Regions from separate parts of the Mus musculus genome. Here region 2 is linked to region 1. Evidence: chromatin contacts called from public Hi-C data. All regions are on one chromosome and are shown on one strand. Each heading gives the region's core, a stretch centred on a gene start, on an enhancer-like site or on the middle of the called end of the contact. The rest is flanking DNA. Distances are from core to core; before and after follow the strand shown. Region 1 overlaps Gm32673 (a long non-coding RNA gene). Region 2 overlaps Vwf (Von Willebrand factor).

Region 1 (5,622 bases), core at 1,644-4,143:
TGCTTCAAATTAACTTTGCCACAGTTGCCGTCAAAACCTCTGATTATAGTTAAAGCAAGGCTGCTGTCCCTGTGCGGGGCAGGGACTGCCTTGGGGAAAAGGAGTTGGGGACAGCAGTCCTTTTCTGGCTTGCTCATTTCTGCTCGCCTAACTGGATTTATTGTTTTTTTTTTTTTAAATTAACATATATTTATACGTGTGTTAACTGAACATATTAATGTGGTTCAGTGTGAGGTATCTATATGTGGACAAAGCGTGTACTGATCAAATCAGATTCTTTTCAATATGCCATTTCCAACTTTTCCCTGTCCCTTGTAATCACAGTTCTATCTTCAGGATAACCTTTAGTCTGCACACACGATACAGAACACAGGAGACTTGTTTTTCTGGATCTGGCTTATGTCATTTAACATCGTGTCCTCCAGTTCTGCTGTGTGGTAGATGGCAGATCTTTTTCTTCTTTATGGCCAAATAACACTCTGATGAGCACGCGTACCGCAGTTTCCCTATCTCCTCCCTAGTTGATGGACACCTAGGCCGACTCCATTTGCTGACAGTTTTGATGAATGACGTGATAATCACAGATGCACAAGTGTCTCTGTAGTAAGCAGACCACACCCCTTCAGGTATATCTCCAGAAGTGGTATGGCTGGATCATATAGTGGTACTCTTAGGTGTTTTGAGGAAGGGAACTGATGTCCAAAGGGCCTGGACGAACTTACATTCTAACTAGCAGTGTGTTAGGAGTCCCCTCAACCTCCTCAATCTAACGGAACGAGATGGTGCTTCATCGAAAGTTTGATTTGTAGTTCCTCATGGCTGATGCTACTGAACATTTTCCCGTATGCTTGTTGGTTATGTGAGCCATCAGGGAAGAGTCTACACCAGCCAGGGTTAGCCTGCGGTGTGACAAGTATTGAGTATTCTCGCACGTGGAATCCAGCAGTCTGAGACTTAGCCTCTCCTTGCCCCCCTAAAGGAACCCACAGCAGTGGAATGTGTCCTTTCTCCAGGCAGTGCTCTGTGGGGGGCCCCAGCCGCAGTGCTGGCAGCTGTGTTCTCATACACTTTACTGCCTTGTTCTCTGAGAGATCCCTCAGCCAGCCAGGACCGGGCCAATTTCCTAGATTAAATTTTCTCTGATGAATGACCTATTTTACATTTTGTTTTCCCCGGCTAGACCATGGTTCTCCACTGGTCATTTAACAATTTCCAATCAACTACAATTGAAAGGAGATATAAATTATACAACATACAACGGCTGAACTGCTTAAGGGGAAAATGATTAATCTTTGCTTTCATTAGCCAGGGCTCCCAGGAGAGGAGACCCAAACCCAGCAGGTGGCCCGAATCACTCAAGGTCTAACCTATTACTGCGCCTTCTCATACTTGGACATTGCCAGGGGGATGTGGGGTGCTGTGATTGGTGGGGTGGGGATTCCAGGCTGGGCCAGGAGGAAACGGAGGGAAGCCTGCAGGAGGGTGTGGTTGCTGACCTCGGGCTGGGTTCTCCTGGTCTAGCTGGGACTGGGCCTTTGTGGGGAAGAGCTAGAATTTTTCCTGCCTTAAAACTATTTTAAAAAGACTTATTTGGGGGCTGGAGAGATGGCTCAGCGGTTAAGAGCACTGACTGCTCTTCCAAAGGTCCTGAGTTCAATTCCCAGCAACCACATGGTGGCTCACAACCATCTGTAACGAGAACTGACGCCCTCTTCTGGTGTGTCTGAAGACAGCTACAGTGTACTTACTTACATATAATAAATAAATCTTTAAAAAAAAAAAGACTTATTTGTATCCATATGTATGTGTGTATGCCCTGTGTGAGGGAGCTGGAGACACACTTGCAGGTGATTGGGAGTCTGGGAACTGAAGGAGGAGCCTCTGAAAGAGCAGCAAGTGCTCTTAACCCAAGCCAGCTGCCAGCCCCGTGCTGTCTCTTTTGATGCCAGGGAGATTCTGCCTGTTTCCCAGACAGTCAGGGGATTCCTAGCTTTTTGAATACCATGTGTATTTCATCTCCTTTCTCTTCATTCTCTTAGATACATTGCCTAGTTAAAGGCTGTTCCATGTGGTCACCACAGTATCACAGTATGCCACTGAATGCTCTTTCTCCTTCCTTTGAAACGGCTTCAGTTTACTTCTTTCTCTCCTTTCTTCCTTCTTTCTTTCTTTCCTCTGTCCGCCCCCCCCACCCCACCCCCAACACACACACTCATCCCCTTCTCTCTCTTTTTGGTTTTTCGAGACAGGTTTCTCTGTGTAGGCCTGGCTGTCCTGGAACTCAGAAATCCACCTGCCTCTGCCTCCCAAGTGCTGGGATTAAAGGCGTGTGCCACTACTACCTGGTCCTGTTTTTTTAAAAAACTAAAAACACTCCCTTACCAAAACAAAACAACCATCGAGTCAACCAGGAACAAGCTCTGGCTTCACACAGGACTTCTGCTTCATCCTAAATTTCATCCTTATGGGAATTCAGGCAAACTAGTGCCTTCCATACTTCCAGGATATCTTAAGGGTGGTGTAACCTGGTCATCAAATGAGCCCCGTTAGACCACACCCTTTGGGCCTTGATGTGCTGAGGCTGCCATGCTGCCAGCTGTCACACACAGTTCACACACACAGCTATGGTGTACACAGAGCTGCTTTTGGTTCTCTTCCATACTAGGGACCAAATCCACGCCCTCATTCATGATGCTCAAACCCTCTACCTCCGAGTCACATCGCGGCCCTGTGAATGCTTATTCTCACGAGTGTCCTGAAGCCTCCTGGCAGGTGAGATGTCAAGAGATAACGTAGCGATCAAGGATCAACTCCCAGGGCGTGTGCTTTTCCAGGCTCGCCTGAGTGCCCTGGTCCTGTTTCCTCATGTGTTAACCAATGATGGAGAGTCCATGGGTCTCCCCAACTCCAACTCAAGTCAACTCGAGACCTGTGGGTGCTGGTGACTGTCCAGGTAGAGTTGGTTAGAACAGCACACCCAGCCTCCGGAGTGGGAGGAGTCCTTAAGGTCTTGCCTGGCCAGAGAGGCAGGTCTGGCTTAGGGGTTGGCAGAGTGGAGGTTTTATGTCAGAAGGTCTCACCCTGCCTGCATTTCCACAAGGGAAGCAGATGGTTTGGGAAAATCCAATTTAAAAGGACAGAAATCGAATTAGCTCTCCAGGGGTCTGATGGCCAAGACTTGAATGGGGACAATTGCATTATCTGCTCAGGGTTCACCAAGCCAGCATGAAGGCTCGGGGTGGGTGGGGTGGATACCCTGGGTCACTTAGGCCTGGATAGATTAAGGGAAGGAAAAGGTCCTTGAGAAGTCATGGCAGGGACACTTCTGTCATCTGGCTTTTTTTTTTTTTTTTTTCTTTTCCTTTCCCTCAGCCCTGCTCTGTAACTTACATAAAAGTAATGGCTGACGTATTCCACAACCAGAACCATTGTAGCTGTCTTCAAATGCTTGAATGGAGAAGGATCCTGGGCCTCAGTAGAACAGTGGGATGAGAAAGCTAACTTAGTTCATCCATCTGTGCTTGTCTACCATGATACCCAACAAACAACACACCGTTTGCACCATTTGAAACTGCCCAACACACGAGTCCTCTCTGTATTCCCCAAACTTCATTTATTCCACACAGAATCTCTGGACTCATTAAACAGTACCAGTGCCTGGGCCAGCAAGATGGATGGCTTGGTGGGTAAAGGTGCCTGCTACAGAGCCTGAGGATGCCAGCCCAACCCCTGGAACCCACACGGTGGAAGAAAACTAACTTTAACAAGCTGTCTTTTGATGTCCACATGTGAGTTGAGGTGTGAGCCCCCCTCCTTAGCTAAACAGACCTATGTAATAAAAAAGTAATTCAAACCAACAACTCTGGTGATTTTCTGTTTCTGTCTCTCTAGCTGAGTCCACTCAGATCTACTTCCTGTCTCTGACTATACCTATTCCAGGCACTCTGTGCAATTATGGATACTGGTCCTCTTGTGTCTGGCTTATTTTATTTGTCACAGTGTCATCAGGGCTCATCTGCCTCAAACTCACAAGAGAACCACCAGTCCCTGCCTCTGAAGCACTGTGGTCAAAGGTCACCACCCTCTGCCAGATGATATTCTACTTTGGTCATCCATTGCTATGAACACGTCATAGCACTACATTCAGGAATATTTTGGGTCTCTTGTTTTGATTCAGGACCTTGCTCTGTGGCCAGTGCTGGCCTGGACCTGATAACTGTGCCTCAGCCTCCTGACTACAGGTATGTACCGCATACCACACATTTTAATAATTAAAAAAAAAAGTGTATGATTGTTTTGTTTGACAGTATGTTTGTGTACCGCATGCATGCCTTGTGCCCAGAAGAGGCGCATCAAATCCCCTGGGAAGATGGTTGTGGGGAGCTTTGTGGAGGCTAGGATTTTAAGTTGGGTCCTCTTGAAGAGTGGCCAGTGCTCTTAATCACGGAGTCATCTCTCCAGCCACCACACTGTTTTTTAACGTTAACGTGAATTAAGGATAAGAAATGAAGCTGTTTTTCAGCTCAGCTCTGCTGCGGACGGTCCAGCTTAGGCAAGACTCTGCCAGTGTCAGAGACAAGAACTGGCACAGGGCTGCCTGACACTGCCAGCTGGTTCTTGTTCTCCTCTACCCACTCAACTAGTCCCAGGGTCTGTGTAGGGGCAGATCCCTGAGATGAAGCTCTGCGTGCACGTATCTTAGAGTGGTTCCGTCTCCTTCATTAAATCCCGATGGATATATACCCAGCTGTTCAACCAAGGACTCTTCATGATACCCAGCTGTTCAACCAAGGACTCTTCATGGAGAGCCATACTGAGCACTGGCTATGCCTGGTTACCAAGGTCTTGGTGCTAGAGGTACAACGATGAGTATAGCAAAGACTCAGCAGAGCCCAAGACACCACACACTGCTGAGCTGGGGACTCATCCTAGTGTGGACTAAAACTGTGACCTCGGGTAGGTCATCAGAATTTCCCAATCTATCACGCCTCGGGTCCCTTACTAGTAGATGAGGAGACTTACCTTCCAGTCTACTTCTCATCTACTGCCCAAAGAACACAAGACAGCTGAAAGAGGTGGGCGGGCTGGTGCACAGGGGTGATATCAGCACTTGGGAGATTGGAAGGCTGCCTGGAACTTGAGGGCAGCCTGATCTACAGAGAGAATGATGCCTGGCTAGACAGGATAACAGATTTAAAAAAAAAAAAAAAACCTGAAAAATACCTTTGACCCAAGCAGTTCTAAAAACTAATTTAGAAAGCAATACCAGCAATCAGCCCGAGACACTGTTATAATCTTTTATTATGTATCAAATTGTCTTCAATATAACTTACAACCTGATTTTTATCTGATAGATACTTTTATCTATTTAAAGGCAAAAAAAATTCTCTTTATGTACAATATCTTATGTCTAGAGTCTGGCAAATATAGTACCTTTCATTGCAGGATTTTTGCTTAACATAACAAGCAAAAATAAACAACCAAAAAAAAAAATCAAAATAAATTGAACCCCCGGATCCCTCAACTACAAATGTCAATAATGAATAAAGCATTAAAAAGACAAACAGAATGACTGTTATTTAGAAATGCATAATGAATACTAATATTAGTGGCAAAAAAAAC
Region 2 (5,622 bases), core at 1,662-4,161, 140 kb after region 1:
GGAGCATAGAGAGTCGCCATCTGCAGATGTATCTACCAGCTTGGGCTGGGAGCTGGCCTTGTGAAGGTCAATGCTGCCCGGCCATGCCACGTGTTGATAGCCTCCTGCCTGTGCCATGCTCCCCCTGAACTTGCCCCTGGCCCTGAACAGGTTTCCTGTTGGCTGAGCTAGGGGCAGGAATGGAGTCTTGGATTGGCACTGGGCCGGTCTCTATTGTTCTCATCTTCTGTTCTTCATGGCTCTCCTGGGGTGAGGCTGTCCCCAGGCCCCTCTGCATGCCAGTTCAATGAGAGCTGTGCTTCTAGGCAGCCTCCCTGTCCTGGTGAGCTTCCAGGCCGCCATGTGCAGCTGTCCTGGCCTTGAGCAGGGAAGTCTGGGGCCTGTGGAGGAGGCTTCAAGCGAGCAGTCAGGGGCAGAAGCTCAGCTCTGAGAGCTGCGGGTTCAAGTCCCAACTCTAGCACAGACTGAATTCAGGTCTCTAGTCATCTCCCTTAGCTGCCCTGTTTATAAAACGGGATGTTGACCTGTAACCAGCTTGAGAGTGGGAACTACCTGACCTTGAATCCTTTGACCATACTTAGCCTTGATTGTCATGGGGAAAAGGGTACCTGGGGCCTTTGGGTACCTCACCTTGCCAAGGTATAGCTTCTCCCCTCACCTCTTCTGGGTTCTTCCAGGGGAGTGTCTTGTCACAGGCCAATCGCACTTCAAGAGCTTCGACAACAGGTACTTCACCTTCAGTGGGATCTGCCAATATCTGCTGGCCCGGGACTGCGAGGATCACACTTTCTCCATTGTCATAGAGACCATGCAGGTGAGCTCGGCCAGGCTGCCTGTCAGAAGGCTGCAGAGCCTCATGGTGAGAAGGCAGTGAGTGTCCTGGGGGCTGGAGCACCTGTCTGTGCACAGAAGGGAGCCTGTCCTCTGGCCTTCAGTGACTTCATGCAAACCCAGACTGTCTGTCCCTGCTTAGCTCCTGAGAGATGGCTACTCTTTGTTATTCAGGAGGGTCACCCCCTCAGGTCTAGTCTGTGGTTCCCTAAACCTCTGCTTTTTGAAATGGAGGGCTAAGTGGGGTGGGGGACAGCAGGGTCCCCTCCTTTATGTGTGCCATGGTACTGGGTATGTACTCTCCAGCTAATGAAGCAAGGGCAGGGACATTTATAGGCCTTCTACCCTGGGGAAGCCCTGACTGTTTTGGATTATTAGGTCCATGGAATAAGAAGAGCTGAGGGCTTAGTAAAGTTTATTGTGAAAACCCATGCAAGGCTGGGACAGGGTGTAGCTAAGACTTGGGCTCAGAACCTCCTTGATGATTCTGGGCACCCCATACTCTGTGAGAAGGGAAGTGTGCTGTTGTTCAATGAGGCCCACACACTCTAGAGCTGAGGCTGCGTCCCGGCCTGATGGGGTTGTGGTAAGGTCACTCTGCATTTCCATGTCTCAGTGTGCCGATGACCCTGATGCTGTCTGCACCCGCTCGGTCAGTGTGCGGCTCTCTGCCCTGCACAACAGCCTGGTGAAACTGAAGCACGGGGGAGCAGTGGGCATCGATGGTCAGGATGTCCAGCTCCCCTTCCTGCAAGGTAAGCTCATGCCCACCTCCTCCGCACGGTACCAGCCTATGTCCCTGCCCGCCGAGGGTACCCAGTTCTTTCCTGGGAACCTGATGAAGATTTAGCTGGGACGGGTGGGGTGCTGGGTACTCTTGACTCTGGAAGAGAAGAGGCAGAGGTTGACCCAGTTGAGAGGCCAGGGTTGATAGACAAATTGTTAGCTCAAAGGATGTTACTTGGGCCAAGTGCCTCATGAGAAACACCTTCTTGCCTCGTGTCTTCACCCGTGTCACATGAACTGACTTTGGGGTGAACGACTTCCAGTCGTTACCTTTGAATCAGCTCTCAAATCTCTCTCCTCCACGACTCCTGGCCTCCTGTCGCCTGTAACCCTAACCTGGCACATAGCCGATGAGCACAGTGAATGTTCGCTGTGTTTACATGTGTGTTTATACCGAGTGTGACCCCCGGGAACTGATGTATTCCTCCAGGACAAGGTGGAAGCGCTCTCACATCTCTGCCTTTCTGCAGCAGCGGACTTTGCACATGGCGTCTTTCAGCTAGGAGGACTTCCAGTCTGGAAGCCAACAGGGGTCCAAGGCTTAGTGGTTGTCATAGACATTTTCCTTCAACTTAGGAGGAACGGGTTTATTTCCTCGGACACTTCCACCTCATAGTTTATCACTGAGCGCAGTCAAGGCAGGAACCGATGCAGGAACCTGGAGGCCGGAACTGGTGCAGGAGGAAGGCTGCTCGCTGGCTTGTTCTCCCAGGTTCCTGGCAGTTACTTTTCTTAGACCTGCCCAGGGCCACCTGCCCAGGGGTAGCACTGCCCCTCCCGTATCAATCAACAGTCAAGAGAATGTCACAGACATGCCTATGGGTCGATGGAAGCATCCTCTCTCGATTGAGGTTCCTTCCTCCCAGGTGACTCTAGTTGAAAACCAGAGAGGATTCCCTCACCGCCAGGATCTCAGGATGCTGGGGCTTTTGCTGCCCTCTGGTGCCCATAAGGGGAATTACACTTCATGGTAGCCCAGTGGCTTCTCTAGGAATTTATTTGCCTCTATCCACCCAGTTCATCCCTCCAGAGAGGTCTCCCTTACACCCCCTGCTCCCAACTCATGGACATTTATTTGATCTCCTCTCCTTGCTTGTCATTGCCATAATACTTCGAGACCTCACAAACACAACTTTGAAACCCACAACACACCAGTCACCCCTGTCACCTCCCTATCTGAACTGACGCCCTGGACTTATGGCTTCAAGGTGACCTCCGCATCCAGCACACAGTGATGGCTTCTGTACGCCTCAGCTATGCGGAGGACCTGCAGATGGACTGGGATGGCCGTGGGCGGCTACTGGTTAAGGTAGGTCCCTTTCTAAGCTACAGCCTCGCCGGAGCCTGACCCTTACAAAGTACCCCTTGTGCTATGGGCGAAATAGCTTTGTGTGGTAGGAGAAGAATTTCTTTCTCCTCACACTTTACACCCCCAGAGCAAGGAACAGGCCTCTCTGTGTGTGAGAAGCTGATGTTTGTTTTCTGGGGGCTCCCTGTTATTCCCGGGGTTACCCCCCCCCTGCGGCTTGGGTGCTGTGTTGATCTCCAGAATAGATGTCAGAGTCCCCTGTATGGCTTGCCTGCCAGTTTCTGAGCTGCAGTAAAGTCTTGGATCAGGGTGTGTCCCTGGGCACTCACTGTGGGGAGCAAGGGAGGGAAGAGCCAGATTGGGGTACCCAGCTCAAACCCAGTATCCTGCCCATATGTCTGAAGAAGGCCGTGGGGGAGGAGTCCTCCACATTCCTTACTGAGCCACTGGATGGATGCATATGTGGGTCGTGTCCTCTGGATGATTCTATAATCAGATGGGACGGTAACATGCACATTTCACTGGGCTTCCAGATCTGCTGCCTTGCAAAGTCCCTGGTAGGTAGGCAGACCAGGAACTGCCTCACTAGTGTTGCCTCATAGGGGAGACAGCCAGGGGACATGGGGAACCACCAGCAGCCCTCATCCTCAACACAATGAGGGTTAGTTCACTGGCTGGTACCCTCCTGTTGTTAGACCATGGTCCTCACTGTCGGGTGTCAGGATGTTGTTAGATTCTTAAAAATGGCTGAGGCGAGTCCCTGAGATCTTTAGTGAGATTATAGCTACTGATACTTGCCAGGCTAATGGCTAAATCAAAGCTGAGCATAGAGACATATCCCAGAGATGAGGAGGAAGGTGACAGGGGCTGGAGGCCAGCCTGGGCTACATGGTGAGTTTCAGCCGACCTGAGCTCAATAGTATGATCCTGACACAAACAGAAAAGCAAAACCCCAGACAGAAAAAATGTTAACGCGGAGGCATTAAAGCACTTAACTCATTTATAACATAATACTAAACCTTGTTTCCTAACAGACATTTGTAAGTACTTTTCCCTTGAAAAATAAGTTAGACGGGGATCAGGAGACAACAGTAAGTAAGCAGCAAGAAAAATACCATGGCCGCACATGGCTGCAGATCTCCTTAACGATTCATTTAATAGAAGACAGCTGGATTCTCATATCTCTTTCTGCAATCAATCTGCTACAGCATTTCAGATCACAGGGCCTCTGGAAAATTCCACTGTGTGCTTGTAAGGCAATGAGAAGGGACAGACAAGAACGAGATCATGGAATTATGGAAATATTCAGTCTGGAAGGACCTTGAAAGACCCTCATGGCTTTGAGAAACAGCATCCGAGGTCACAGCAGTGTGCTTTAGTTTTAAGCTGGAAAGTCAGGGAAAAGACCTTGATTGCCTTGTGTGTGTGTGTGTGTGTGTGTGTGTGTGTGTGTGTGTGTGTGTGTGACTTGGCATTTGTAAAACAAACAAGGAAGGCCATTTGCCCACCTTTCTTAGTTGCATGTATGTCTGTGGGTCTGGAACCTTCCACATGCACCTTGTTAAGTCACAGCTGGGAGCTAGAAGGGGCTTCCAAGATGACTACGGGGACTCAGGCCTGACCTGTGAGACTTTGGATCATCAGGATGGGGGGTGTGCGGGGACCACCTGGTTTCACTGATTACCCACAGAGCTATCATTGGACTCTTGGGGTCTGGTCCCTACCAGTTCTTCAAATCTGCACCATGGAATTCAGTGGCGCCCCAGCTGTCCTGGGAAAAAGCTGCCTCCACACCACTGCTTGGCCCTGAGTGTGCACTTTGGGGTCAAACTCATCATGGCTCACTGCTGAGGTCTGATCAGCGAGTGAGAGACGGGGCTAGAATCTGAGCCCTGCTTCCTTGAGAGAAGGGGATAGAATCTGAGCCCTGCTTCCTTCCTGGTGTCCTCAGCAGGAGATTAGAAGACAGGTGTTGCTCCTGGACACCAGACACAAGCTCCTGGGGGCTTGGACTACACCGTCCTCAGTCTGCCTTGTCTGTTTGTAACTAATATCTGTCCAACGAACAGTTTGCATGTTCTCTCACTGTTGCTTAGCCCATGTCTGTTGATAGTCACTTTAGTCACAGACATAGGGAGCACGAAGGTCTGGGGGATTCAAGTTGCTTGCTCTTTCCAGCCGTGTCACCCTCGATGGGATCTTAGGCAATCTCTCCCTCCCTCCCCCTCTTCTTCCTCCCTCTCTCCCTCCCCCTTTCTCCCTCTTTCTCTCTTTCCCTATCTCCCTCCTCCTTCTCTTCTCTTTCCCTGTGTCCCTCCTCCTCCCCTCCCCCTCCCCCCCTCCTTCTTCTTCTCTCTCTCCCCCTAATTCCTAGAATCCTTCTGGCTGACTTTTCTTTGAGGAGCGACAGCCAGCTGCACGACACCTAGCTGCATAGCTTGCAGTGGTCCTCCAGTTCGCAGCCCGGGACTTAGTCGTCCTGACATTAATTTTTCACCTGGGGAAATTTTTTGGTGCAAATGATCTCATTAACTAAGTGGAACCATTGTGGCACTGGGGGACAGCTGCTCCAAGGCCCGGCTTCTTCCGGCAGCTGTCCCCAGTCTATTCTGGGAAGACCTGTGGCTTGTGTGGGAATTACAACGGCAACAAGGGAGACGACTTCCTCACGCCGGCCGGCTTGGTGGAGCCCCTGG

The links. Hi-C and Micro-C count contacts between places; a contact is called where the count stands out from the background.
Region 2: a Hi-C map of the N1E-115 cell line shows a contact between it and region 1, with 5 times the contacts expected there. The contact joins two enhancer-like sites. A contact is called at or near these places in 5 of 15 datasets of contacts at CTCF or cohesin (CD8 T cells, the NIH/3T3 cell line, embryonic stem cells and 1 more), 11 of 484 Hi-C or Micro-C datasets (the N1E-115 cell line, bone marrow-derived macrophages, embryonic fibroblasts and 4 more), 19 of 115 datasets of contacts at active chromatin or transcription factors (bone marrow-derived macrophages, double positive thymocytes, embryonic basal ganglia and 10 more) and 4 of 9 other capture datasets (adipose tissue, embryonic stem cells, liver and 1 more).

What each region holds. Positions count from the first base shown.
Region 1 is chr6:125,454,983-125,460,604 of GRCm38.p6, forward strand. Gm32673 (a long non-coding RNA gene) reads left to right here. Exons shown (of 5, transcript XR_378025.4): 5 at 3,627-4,741. It overlaps Cd9 (CD9 antigen), which reads right to left. Exons shown (of 8, transcript NM_007657.4): 8 at 5,284-5,622. Among named protein-coding and RNA genes, the nearest start is that of Gm28809, 17 kb to the right of the region's middle. Within about 2 kb of position 2,894, at least 19 of the 459 cell types and tissues checked have an H3K27ac peak or open chromatin away from gene starts, as enhancers often do. A contact at or near this core is called in the N1E-115 cell line, where this site is marked.
Region 2 is chr6:125,597,805-125,603,426 of GRCm38.p6, forward strand. Vwf (Von Willebrand factor) reads left to right here. Exons shown (of 52, transcript NM_011708.4): 11 at 678-814; 12 at 1,448-1,586; 13 at 2,826-2,926; 14 at 5,520-5,622. Among named protein-coding and RNA genes, the nearest start is that of Vwf, 48 kb to the left of the region's middle. Within about 2 kb of position 2,912, at least 20 of the 459 cell types and tissues checked have an H3K27ac peak or open chromatin away from gene starts, as enhancers often do. A contact at or near this core is called in the N1E-115 cell line, where this site is marked.